Linked DNA regions of Mus musculus: region 2 is linked to region 1. The links are chromatin contacts, called in public Hi-C maps. All regions are on one chromosome and are shown on one strand. The core of a region is the stretch at or near the end of the contact, and the rest is flanking DNA. Distances in the headings are between cores, read along the strand shown.

Region 1 (6,253 bases), core at 2,271-4,770:
GGCATTTACCCTCGTTCACAGCTGAGCAACACACTCCCCCCCACCCCCCCACCCCACTGCTGCCCATTTTCTTCCCTCACAGGATATGAAACCCTGTGGCACCATAGCCATGTGAATGTGCTCTGTGCTGCTCTGTTCTGGCTGTCACGGTAGAGAATAATACAGTCACAGGACCTTTAGGAGGCAATATGATGTACAAAATAACACAGCAGAATTAAGTGTAGTCTAGAATTTTGTTGGAGGTGCACTGTTGCCAAAATTCCTTCATGGGGTGGGGGGAGACATAAACAATGATTCCTCTTCCTCCCCCTTCTCCTCTTGGTGTCCCAACACTAAAACCAAAGCATGATTCCACTGAAGTTCACTCTGGGGGGAATGAATGAATTTATTGGGCTTCTTTATAGAACACAGAGGAGGGGTTACAGGAGTGTGGGTGTTTCTCCTTCAAGAGGCCAGAAACTATTTACCCAGTGGGATGACAGATTTCCCATAGTCACACAGATGGAGACCTCCATTCCCTACCCTTCCCCCGTCTATGTACTCTTGCCCTTCCCAAAGACCATGTGGTTTTAGGCTACAGTTGCATACAGCCGGTTGTTGGGAGCAGCTGGATACTGAGTTGAGGGTCTCATGACCCTCCCTGACCTTCCATAAGGGGATGGAACATCGCACAAGCCCTGCTGGGATAACCAGCTAAACTCTGCAAGGTGCCTGTTGCTTCACTTGGAGGACAGTCACAGTCACACACAATAGTCACAGATTCCTCCTGCATTAATTATTTTTTTCTCATCACAGGGAAAAATCCAGACAAAAACAGCTTGAAAGAAGAATTTATTTCAACTGAGCAGCCTTCTGCTGAATAGACCCCTGTCTGGGCCAGTGAAAATGCCAGGTAGTTTGCTCATAACTGTGGCCTACGTGGAACATGGCGACCTGCTGGCACAAGCCAAGGCTCACCTTCAAAAGGTTCTACAACCTCCCAAGACAGTGCCACCAAGTGGGGACTAGTGTTTAAAATCATGAGTCTGTGAGGGATGTTTCAAACCTTTAAAATCACTCAAAAAACAACAAAAAACCACCACCAACAACAAAAAACAGATAAAAAGTTTTGTAAGCATACAGTTCTGATAACATTCTTATGGTGACTGGTTAAGGAGGAAGGCCAAAATAAGACTTTAAGTGGAAGGCAACTTATAGTGGCATAGCAAAGCCATCATGTATCTGGTGAAATCTGGTTTTATTTTCCCCAAAGTCTTTTGGAAGGAAAAAAAAAACTGCTTGTTACTGACTTTTTGTATTGCTTCTAATTTATTAAACTGGGCTGGCGGGTTCAAAAAAGGGGAGGTAAGGCCAGTGGTGGGTATGAGGAGAGGAGAAGGCTGGCTGACAAAATATCAGGGTGTGCTCACACTCAGGTGCCCCCATCTGTCTGCTGTGTGGGGCACTCCTGGAGAGACATGACCGTTGTCAATTCATTCCCACAGGGCACACATCACAGGCCAAGGAAACTAATTCCAACTGAATCTAGCTGGGAGAACCAACTACCAAAGGTTGCCTCCTCACAGGAACTCCCCTGACACTCTCACCCCAGGTGCAGGCGGCTCTACCGAGGCTCTACCGAGGAGAATCTCCCATGCTAGTTCTCTGCTCCTGTAGAACAGAGGGAGGGCCTGGTGCAGCTCGAAGTTGACTGAGCCCCATACATTTGTCAGCTTCCTGAGTCTCACAGACCTCCTGGCTTCCTCAAGGAGGAGCGATGCCTAGCACCGTGACATGCTGCCTACCTCTCCCCTCCCTCTCCTTGCTTGTCTTCCTGGTTTTCCTGCATGGGCTTTATTCTCATGGGATTCTATACAAGCTTCTACCTGAGACATCCTGGCACCTGATCCTGTAACTAGTTGTCATGGGAAGGAGTTTGTAGCCAGGGAAGAACAGCGGCTGCTTTGTCTTTATCCCACACCAACAGAGAGGAGTCCATTTCTAAATATTTTCAAATATAAAATGGGAGGCTTTAAAGCATTTGAGCCTCCAGCCAAGAAAAAGTTCAGACTCTACCATTAAAGTTGAGATGATTGGTAGAGAGAGACATGCACCTGTATGTAGTCTTAGCACTCAGACAGCAGAGACAGGAGGATCACTGTGAGTTCCAGGCTAGCCCAGGCTACAGTAGGAGACTATGTCAAAGCAACAAGAACAAATAAACAAAAAGATAGTCTTTCAGCTGAATCCCTCCACTTTTGAGGGTATTACCATGATACTGCGAGTTCTTATGGAGGAGAGATCCACACTGGAGGGGATATTAAGAAAGGACTGGGAAGCGGAAGGTATATATATATATATATATATACACACACACACATATATATGTATATATACACACACATATATTATGAATACATATACACACATATACATATATGCATAAATACATATATATGCATATGCATACATATATATAATGCAGATATACATTCATATATATACACATACACATACCTATATGTGTATATGTACAAGTATACACACATATATACCTACATACACATACATATGTATATATCTATATATACACATACATATGTATATACTTATATATACACATACGTACATACATACACACACACATGTGTGTGTGTGTGTCCTCAAAGGCCAGAAGAGGACATTAGATCTCCTGGAGCTGGTGTTATGAGTGACTGTGAGCTGTCTGATGTGGGTGCTGGAACTTGAATTCTGGAGCAGCAGTAAGTGCTTCACTTACCACTGAGTTCTTTTTCCAACTCACAAACGGATTTCAACACTGCACAGTAGGCTAGTGGTGCTTCTCCATGGTTTGGCCCTTGCCCGGCAATGCCGAGTCTCACTATACAGGTGGGTCAAGGGCTAAAACACACCAGGACAGAAGTTATGTACTGCTTAAGTTTGAAAGCGGCGTGAATATGACGGTGTTGTAAAAATGATATGACTTAGTCAAACTGCTTAGTCAACATCAGGGCTGGGAGAGAGCTGAGGGGTCACCAAAGCCAAACCAAACCAAAACCAACCGCTACTCGCAACATAACGGATGAAAAACAAGCTCATACAGCTTACGCAATACACACACTGAGACATCATGTGTTACCCCAGGCCCCTCTTCTGAAAATGGGAACAGGGTACAGCCGATTGCCAGTAAGGTCAAACGAGGCTGAGTATGGACCACTTGGCAGAATCTGGCATATGGGAGGCACTCAGCAAAGGAAGAAGAGAGAAAGAAATGAGAGGAGACTGGCAACATGGTGGCTTGGGAGGAGGGAGGAGGGAGGAAGTAAGAGGGAAGAGGGAGGACGGAGAGGTGTAACAGGGTGTAGGGGTCCAATGGGGAAGGCCACTGCCATCACTTCCAGCATCTACCACAGGCTCTGCTCAAACATTTTGTAAGCTCCCTGTTCGAGGTAATGTTTGCTCTTTCTGCATACAGTGGTGGGGGCCCCAGAGAATAATTAACCTATTTGGACTACCTTGCTTGTGGATGCCTCTGTTCCCCTTTAAGTCAACACCAGGAACTAGGACACAGTTGTCCAGGTGCTGTTGGCCAGTCCCAACATGGACCATAAGGAAGTAATCCTTCTGTTTCTCTTGCTTCTGAAACCAGGTAAGATTTTGATGCACAGGTTTCGTTCCGCTTTTTAAAAATTCTAGCCATCCATTAAAAATAGATTCGCTGTGTCTTTTTGGGCAATTCATTTAAATGAGCTATTGGCTTATGGGACTTTCAGCTTAAAGTGTCAGACTGAGGAGTTCGACATATAAATTCAGTTTCCCTGTGAATACTGCTTGGGTAGGGATGGACAGGCAGAGCAAGCCACCAGTGGCTTTGTAAACCTAATTGAAGGGGGATTTTGGAGGGGTCTGACTAAAGGGCAATGTGGCTCAGTGGTAGAGCACTTGGCTAGCATATTTGAGGTTCTGGGTTCAGTTCCTGGTGGTGGTAGTTAGTGGGCTTAGATGGTCTACCTCTTTGCCTTGTTTTCAGTGTGACTGATTAGAAACTTTTGTTGAGCCATCCTGTTTCCATTGGGATCTTCTGTTTGGCTGAAGGAAGGCTTTGCATGGGTACACATCTGCCTCTGATGCTTCCGTGAGTCACATAGGTCCATTTTAAAGTGTCATGTATTTGCAGTAATTAAACAAATACCTATTTAGAGGTCAGGGTTCCTACACACATTGTGTGTGTGTGTGTGTGTGTGTGTGTGTGTGTGTGTGTGTGTGTGTAGAAACTAGCACTGGGGACACTATAAGCTTAGGGGTCACTCCGAACCAGATTCTCTGCAGTAGGATCAACATGTATCTCTGCCAATTGAGGGGCATTCCTTCATAAGGTCTTTGTCAAAGTACTTGTCATTATCTACAGAAATGGCTTGACTTTCATTTCCTATTGCACAGAAATAGCCTGGGAGAGGATAAAAACGCTTCTTCCACAACTGTGAACAAACTATTGATTTTTTTTTGAGATAAAGTCATATTATATAGTCCTGACCAGACTGAAACTTGCTATGTAGACCAGGCTAGCCTTTAACTCTCAGAAGCCCACTTCTGCTTCCCAAGTGCTAGGATAAAAAGTGTCATCCATCAAGCTCAGCAGAGATTTAATTTTGCACACTCAAGTACACACACACACACACACACACACACACACACACACACACACCATAGTAATGAAAAAAGCCTCTTTGCTTTGATGGTAATACCCATCTATATTTAGTCTGTTACAAAGAAATAATTTTCCTACTAAAAGATTTGTTTCAAGTCTCCTTATCAATATACTATATTAAACTTTATTTTCTACAAGAGCCCTGGAGGTAAACAGAAGAGATAAAGATTTGGAGAAAAAATTCAAATACAAAAGAAAAGATTCGGTTCCTCTTGGGGACATGTCTTTGGAGTGGCAGCTCCTTGGGTGGATCTCAGCGGCTGTCCACCAATAAACATGACACAAAGCTGATGGTCCAAACAGGAGGGCTCTCTCCTCTCCATCGTCATCCGAGACCTTCCTTGGCACACTCCCCGAGAACTCTTAGCACAGGTTAGCCCAACTCTGCCTAGACACGCTGTGCAGGATGACTGTATGCCTTCCAAATCACACGCAGCTCCGCAGCTCCCCAAAGCTTGGGTCTTCTCAAGGTGGGCGTTTGAATTGGAATGGAACAGAAGTCTAAAATGTTCCATTTCTCCATAATCTCTTATGCCCACAGCAAGCGCTCTGACAGTGTAAGGGCATTAGCCAACTCCACACTCTCTACCCAGCTTTCCAGTTTGGAGCATTGAGGAGGGATGGAGTCACCAGAGAGGGAGAGGGTAGGCTTTCAAAGATGAGTCTGTGTTTACCTTCTCAAGTGTTCCTGCTTCCGATCCTGGTCACTTGTTAACTTGCTGGATCTGGCTTCGATTTCCCTCTAGAGGTCAAGGTTGCCATGTTGCCTAATTCCATGAAGACTTTTCTATGTTCATTAACCTCTTTGTCCTCTCACCGCTATGGAAATCATGACTATTTACACAAAAGAGTAGTAGCAGGGGTTCAGGCTTGGAACAGAGTTGTCAAGCTTAAGCCAGCATTTTAGCACCTTAGCCCAGGGGACACCTGGCAGCTGGGACCACATTCTATGGGGACAAGAGGGAAAGCAAGCAACTCTGTCTCAGATTGCATCTCACACAAAAATCAAATCATGGTAGCACACATATGTAATTCTGCACTAGGGAGGCTGAAGAAGGAAGATTGCTTGAGTGCCAGACCAGGTAGAAAGATGTTGTCTCAACAACAACAACAACAACAACAACAACAACAACAACAACAACAACAACAACCAACAACAACAGTGAAGCCAGTATTTGTACCAGGCACTACTGTTTTGGTTTTTTTTTTTTTGTTTTTTTGTTTTTTTTTTTGTTTTCGAGACAGGGTTTCTCTGTATAGCCCTGGTTGCCCTGGAACTCACTTTGTAGACCAGGCTGGCCTTGAGTTCAGAAATCCGCCTGCCTCTGCCTCCCGAGTGCTGGAATTAAAGGTGTTCGCCACCACGCCCAGCTTCCAGGCTCTACTTTTTAATAACTTTCTCTGAAATGCCAGATGCTTTCATCATCAAGAAAAAAGTCATATGTCATTGAAAAGCATATATCATTGACAGTCAATCAACAGTATCCCATGCCGTGTTCTCTCCTGGAAGATCAAATGAATAACATCAACCAACCAGACCCCCAGAGCTCCCAGGGACTAAGCCAC
Region 2 (6,253 bases), core at 2,245-4,744, 300 kb after region 1:
GTACAGCTACGTGCTACCATACCTGGCTTTTAACAGGCGTTCTGGATGTCTGAAGGCAGATCTTGTGTGTAGACACTGGGTCTCTTGATTGCACAGTACAGTACTTCACCAAATGCGCCCTTTCCCAGCCCTCACATCTGTGCTTCTTATTACCCTTGAATGCTTCCAGATGGATACCACACTGGCTTTCAAACTCAGCCCGGCACAATGTTCTTTCTTTCTTCCAAAGCCAGGCCCCCACTGTCCCTCCATGTGCCACTACAAAAGCCAACATAGTCACCAAGCTCGAGCCTCCCCATGTGTGAACAGTCAATTCTTCCTAAGACACTTTCTGCCATTTTCAGTCTCTCCCCTCCCCTCTACCCCAACCTTACAGGGCACCACCTCGACACTCGCCCAGATGTCTACTTCCTCCTTCCTCAATCCCTGGCTCCCCAGCTTCCTATCTCACTCCCCTAAGCCAGAACCCTTCAATTAGACATGACCCATAAACCCCACCTGGGCCTCTTACATCCTATGTTGGGTCCTACAACATCTGTGTTGAATGCTGTTTCTCAAATCACTTTACTTTTTTATCTCTTTGTGGGTTTTTTGTTTTGTTTTGTTTTTTAAGATAGAATCTCATATCACCCAGACTGAGCTAATGAACAATGAGGTTGCAGATAGTATATGATATTTTCTTCTGATAACTGATGTTGGAAATACAAATATCACATAGGATTTTTAAGTTACATAATATATAATATAATTTTATTACATAATTTTATTGAAAAATAATTATTATACTACATCCCTTGAATATTTGTATTTACATAATATAATATACAATTATATAATATGATAATATACATTATATATATAATATCATTTATATATAAAGAGATGTTATTCAGGTATGGTAGTTCATACCTTAATTCCCAGTACTTGGGAGGCTGAGGCAAGAAGGGTCATTGTGAGTTTGAGGCCAGCCTGTGCTACATAGAAAGAGTTGTTGTTTATCTCAACTTCAACTGGGCATGCTTTATTTCACAGCAACTCTACCCTGCTGCCCAGTGTAAGTGGCCTTGTTTAACTAGAGGAACAGTCCCATCTAAGCCTGGTGGGTGGCTCTGAATCAGGTTAGTGATAGGTTTGAAGGCTTCACAAGAGATGGGAGATGACAAGGCAGCTAAGAAAGAGCTCAGGTGGGCCTGGGAAATATAACTCAGTTGGTAGAGCATTTGCCTAGCATACATGAGGCCCTGGGTTCTAGTCCCAGGACAGCATAAACTGTGCAATGGTACATAAACACATGTAATCCAAGCACTCAGGAAGTAGAGGCAGGAGGCTCAAAAGGCCAAGGCCCTCTTTTCCTACATAGTGAACTTGAGACTCGTCTGAGCCCAGCCAAACAAAGGGTATACCAGGACCAAGGAGACAGTTTTGGTCGGCTGCTAGATCTCCCAGCAAAGCATCCCTGCCAGGTAAGCCATCTTAACTTGGTGTCTGTCATTGGAAGAAGTCTGAGATGGGATATCTTATAAATCGAGGTGTCTAGCACTCATTCTGTAGGTAACCAGAAGCAGGCCAGGGGGAAGAGACACTGGGCTTCCTCCCAGAGGCAGCCCTGCCTGTATTGACGTTAAAACCTTTAAGGAAAAGGGAAGAAAGAAGGAAGGGATCCTAAGAAACTCTATGTGCATGTGTGGGGGCAGGGCTGGCTGGGGGAGGACCATGGCCCACGTGAGCTGTGCCCTGGCCACAGCCGAGATATTTCTAGCATAGCTTCTGAGCCTGGGCCTGATGCTTGTCCATGGGACAAACCTCCCACACTGTCAGAAGAGTCCATGAAGGGGATAAACATCTACTGCCACTTTCTACTAAACTGCCCCTCCCTCCCTCCCTCCCTCCCTCCCTCTCTGGGTATGGTGGCAAAATCTTTAATCCCAAGCAGTCTGGGAGGCAGAGGATCTCTGTAAATTCATGCCCAGCCTGATCAACAAAGAGAGTCCAGGCCAATGGGGGCTACACAGTGTCTCAAAACAAAAACAAAAACAAAAACAAAAACAAAAACAAACGAACAAACAAACAAAGACTCTCAAAGCCAAGTGCACAAATAGGTAACATAATGGTGGGGTCAATCCCCTTGGATATCCTCACGGCACCTCCAGGCCATCAACAGTGTAATTGTGTTTACGTTTGAGGATCATCTTCCTGGTTTTCAACTGATCCTTACAACACAGGGGGTGGAGATATTGTGATACGGCCTGCTACAGAGAAGTCAAGGCTCAGAGAAACTGAGGCACTTACCCAGATCTATCCAGCTGATAGGAGGCCTGGCTGGTGTCACATAGTCTGATGGGGCAAGCTGAGGCAATTCCCATACTATCTCTCTGGCCAGGGTTTAGGCCACCTGTTACCACCTGAGGAGATGAGGGGATTCCACAGCACCAACCACAGGGAAGCAGGCACAGGGAAGACTGTAGATTCTGGGATGGGTCAAGGACAGAAAGTGATGCTCTGAGCCAGTGAGACGCTCAGAAGGACAAGGTGCCTGCTGCCAAATCTGATGACCAGAGTTTAGTCCCTGGGACCCACAGGGTGGAAGGAGAGAACTACACGCTGTTTTATGACCATGATAAACCCACACACACACGTGCACACGTATACACACTATGACATGTACATACCCACATGCATATACATACATATATACTTATAATTAAATGTAAAATATTCTTAAAAAAAACAAATCAACCAGGGACCCACATAGCAGCTATGCCTCAGTGTCATCAATTGGTGAGACGAACACAGAGGGCCAGGGCACAGCCCGCTCCCTCTCAGCATACAGGAAGTTGGGCCTCTCCTTCCTGCCTCAGAAAGACACTGATTTGCTTTCAATGTGTACATTACCCATTAGTACCTCAGTGACGATGGAGGAGCCGGGAGTGTCGTACACCCAGCCATGCTCGCAGGGGCTCAGTGGCAAGTGGCTCCTGTTGGCAGCCAGGCTGGACAGTGGGTCCACACAGTCAAGGGTGCTCTGGTTCCAGTCCACCTCATACTTCATGCATTGGCTGAGGAAGGAGGCCTCACCCGCAGACCCCAGGCCCGGCACGGTGTAGTTCAGCTCCTCTGCCGGGCTCCAGCCACACCGCTGGCTCAGCTCGGCCACTCCAGGACTCCGGCAGTGGTGGTCGGGGGTGAAGCCCAGGAAAACGATGCCCACGTAGATGGGAGCTAAAGAAGCTGAGATCAGGCATAGCAACAGGAAGGCTTGCTTCTGGAACCAGCCAAACTCTCCAACGTGCTCCAGGACATCGTCCACGGTGGGCATGGCTGGGTAGGGCCCTCACCAACTCAGCCAGGCCTGCTCTGGACTGCCACTGGGGGTTCGTGCAGCGTCTCATTTAAAGTTCTTGGAACTGCGGTGGCTTGAAATCAAGTTGCTGTTCAAGCCTGATACATCTGGAAGGCAACCAACCAGAAACAACCTTTTACCCCGCGATACCAGTGTGAGAGCCAGGGCAGGGATACACGAGGCTTACCTGAAGACTTGTTTGCTCTTCTGGGAAGTGAGCCAAGGCTCTGGCCTGGCAGGAGGAAGCAGGCAAACAGGCTTGAGTGTGCATAGTCACACACACACACACACACACACACACACACACAGACACACACACACAGACACACACACACAGACACACACACACACACAAAATCTCTCAGGACCTTCTGAAGAGCAATTCTATTACTTCTGCGGGCTAGGTAGGACAGCTTGCTTGGCATGTACGAAGCTCTGGGTTCAATCCCCAACAGCACACAAACTAGACATGGTAGTTCATACCTGTAATCCCAGCAGGCACGTTTGGGATCAGCCTGTGCTACGTGAGATCTTGTCTCAAAAACTAACTAAGATACTCATGACCATCATTTTTCAGGGATGGCAGGCCACCGTTAGGTAGCCTTGAGCAGGACCAAATGGCAAATCCCAAGGATGGTACCTCTGTGGTCACCCCCACACAGATTGGCTATTCCACCTTCTAGTACTCTCTTTCCTTTGTGGGCCCAATGAAGCCTAGCGGCCTAGCTGAGAAGCCCACGCAGCAAAGAGGTAAGGGCTGAGGGAACATAGACAATGACCAGTGAGCAACTGAGACCCTCAGCCCTCAACCAAAGGAACTGAATCCTGCCAGCCTTCGGGTCAGCTCAGCACCTCATCTCCCTTTAAACAAGCCTTGCCGTTAGGCTCATCCCATAGTCTTTAAAGGTTCAAGCACTTAGAAATTCATCCTCTTTTAAAATATCCAGTCTCTTTTAAAAATCAAATGTCTCTCAACTGTAGACTCCAATACAATAAAAAAAAATTAGTTAAATACTTTTTTACTTCAAGAGGGAAGAGCCAGGGCACAGAAACAATCTAAACAAATCAAAATCAAACTCCACCTGTAAATAACCCAGTGTCAAATGTCTGGAATCCACTCACGATCTTCTGGACTCTTCCAAAGGATTTGGGTCAATTCTTTGGCCCTACCCTCTGCCGCACACACAGCTCCAGCTGGCTCCACCACTGTGGCTGTTCTCGGTCATCCTATGGTCCTGGCATAGTTGTTTGTTTTTAGCTTTGGTCTAATCTTTCCTTACTATGCCCCATTCTTCCCCAGTGTATATCCATGTATATTCATGCCACTGTATATTGGAAGTATATGATTTGTTGTTGTTTTGTTTCTTTTATAGGGGATCAATATTTAAAAATTGCCTTAAGTGTCACCAAAGACTTTGGACTTTTAAGGTGTTGAGATTATTAATGACTATGTGGACTTTTGAAGTTGGATTGTAAGTATTTTGCATTATGACATGACCACAAATCCCTGGGTGATGGAGGCTAAATGTGTCTTAAAGGAGAAATATCTTCCATAGGGCATGTATTTAAACACTTGGTTCCTTGTTGTTGATTCTGTTTGGGGAAGTTATGGAAACTTTAGGAGGTGGAGCTGAGATGGGGAGGGGAGAAGGGGGGAGGGAAAGGGAGAGGGGGTTGAGAGAGAACACATTAATCTTACCCCACTTCCTGTGTGTTTGCACATGCTTGCTTTGTTCTCTCTCTCTCTCTCTCTCTCTCTCTCTCTCTCTCTCTCTCTCTGTGTGTGTGTGTGTGTGTGTGTGTGTGTGTGATCAGCCAGCTTCATGTTCCTGCCCCTATGGTTTCTGTGTCATGAAGAACTCCATCCCTTTGCATCCATAAGCCAAAATAACCTTCCTTAGTCTGGTTTCAGTCACAGTATTTTATCACACTAAAAGAAAAGTCACACAGCCTACACATGAACACAGCCCCACAGACTTATGAGTCCCTGTGTTTCTAAGATTCCTTGCTCCAAGGAACTCAGAGTTGGTCCCCTCCTGCTCAGGTGTCTACAAGCTGGCCTACTCAAAACATACTTCTCATGAGGCTGTGTCAAAGCTCCGCTCTCTCTGCCAGCTTTCTTCTTCTTCATAAGAGCTCAGCCTATGGGGCTCTGCTGGAAGGGCTGAACATATCCTGGAAGAATGGAGAAAGGCAGAAAAGTAGGAAGGTAGGCATGAGGGATAGGGTGAGGAGGACAGAAGGAGGAAATAGGCAAAGCCCCACCCCAAAGAGCAGTCAATGGATTAACTCTGAGCAGGATACTTGTCCTTTTTGAGCCCCCAAAATATACACTTCCCTGAGAAGTGTCATGTGTATGTCTGCAGACTAGCTAAGGTGCAAAGGTCCCACTTTGAACACACACTAGAAGACAAGAATAGAAATCAGCACCCCTCACTGTCCTCACATCCCCTCCCACCACACAGGGCCCTAAGCCCACCTCTGACTTATCCATGCAGAATATAGCTGCCCTGGCCTAGAGAGGAACTATGCTCAGGCCTTCTTTCTTTTGTTTGGACAGAGACCATGGAGGGAGAGTCTTTCTTAGCCTATGTGGTTCCCTTTATCTTTACCCAGGTCTATGGTTCCAGTCCACATGCAAATGGCCAGATATCCCAGGCAATTTAAATTGCAAGACTCCTTCCTGAGAGGGAGCCATGCTCTGATGAATTCCCAGGTTAACTCCACAGTGTAGGTGAGAACCCAAAGCCAGAAGGGCTGATGATACAGTCTGGATGTGTTTTTCTGCCAAATCTCAGGTTGAAATTTAACTGTTAATGGAATGGTATTGAGGCATGGCAAGACCTTTAAGAGATACTGGGTAATGCTGTTCCACCCTCATGAAGGGATTAAGGCAGTGATCACAACCTTCCT

What was found. A called contact is a pair of places that touch in the nucleus more often than the background predicts.
Region 2: a Hi-C map of liver shows a contact between it and region 1, with 4 times the contacts expected there. The contact joins the promoter of Slc22a1 here to the promoter of Plg in region 1. A contact is called at or near these places in 3 of 39 promoter capture datasets (embryonic stem cells and liver), 1 of 484 Hi-C or Micro-C datasets (liver), 2 of 115 datasets of contacts at active chromatin or transcription factors (extraembryonic endoderm stem cells and trophoblast stem cells) and 1 of 9 other capture datasets (liver).

Annotation. Positions count from the first base shown.
Region 1 is chr17:12,375,089-12,381,341 of GRCm38.p6, forward strand. Plg (plasminogen) reads left to right here and starts at 3,521. Exons shown (of 19, transcript NM_008877.3): 1 at 3,521-3,628. The coding sequence starts at 3,580.
Region 2 is chr17:12,672,344-12,678,596 of GRCm38.p6, forward strand. Slc22a1 (solute carrier family 22 (organic cation transporter), member 1) reads right to left here and starts at 3,495. Exons shown (of 11, transcript NM_009202.5): 1 at 2,903-3,495. The coding sequence starts at 3,316.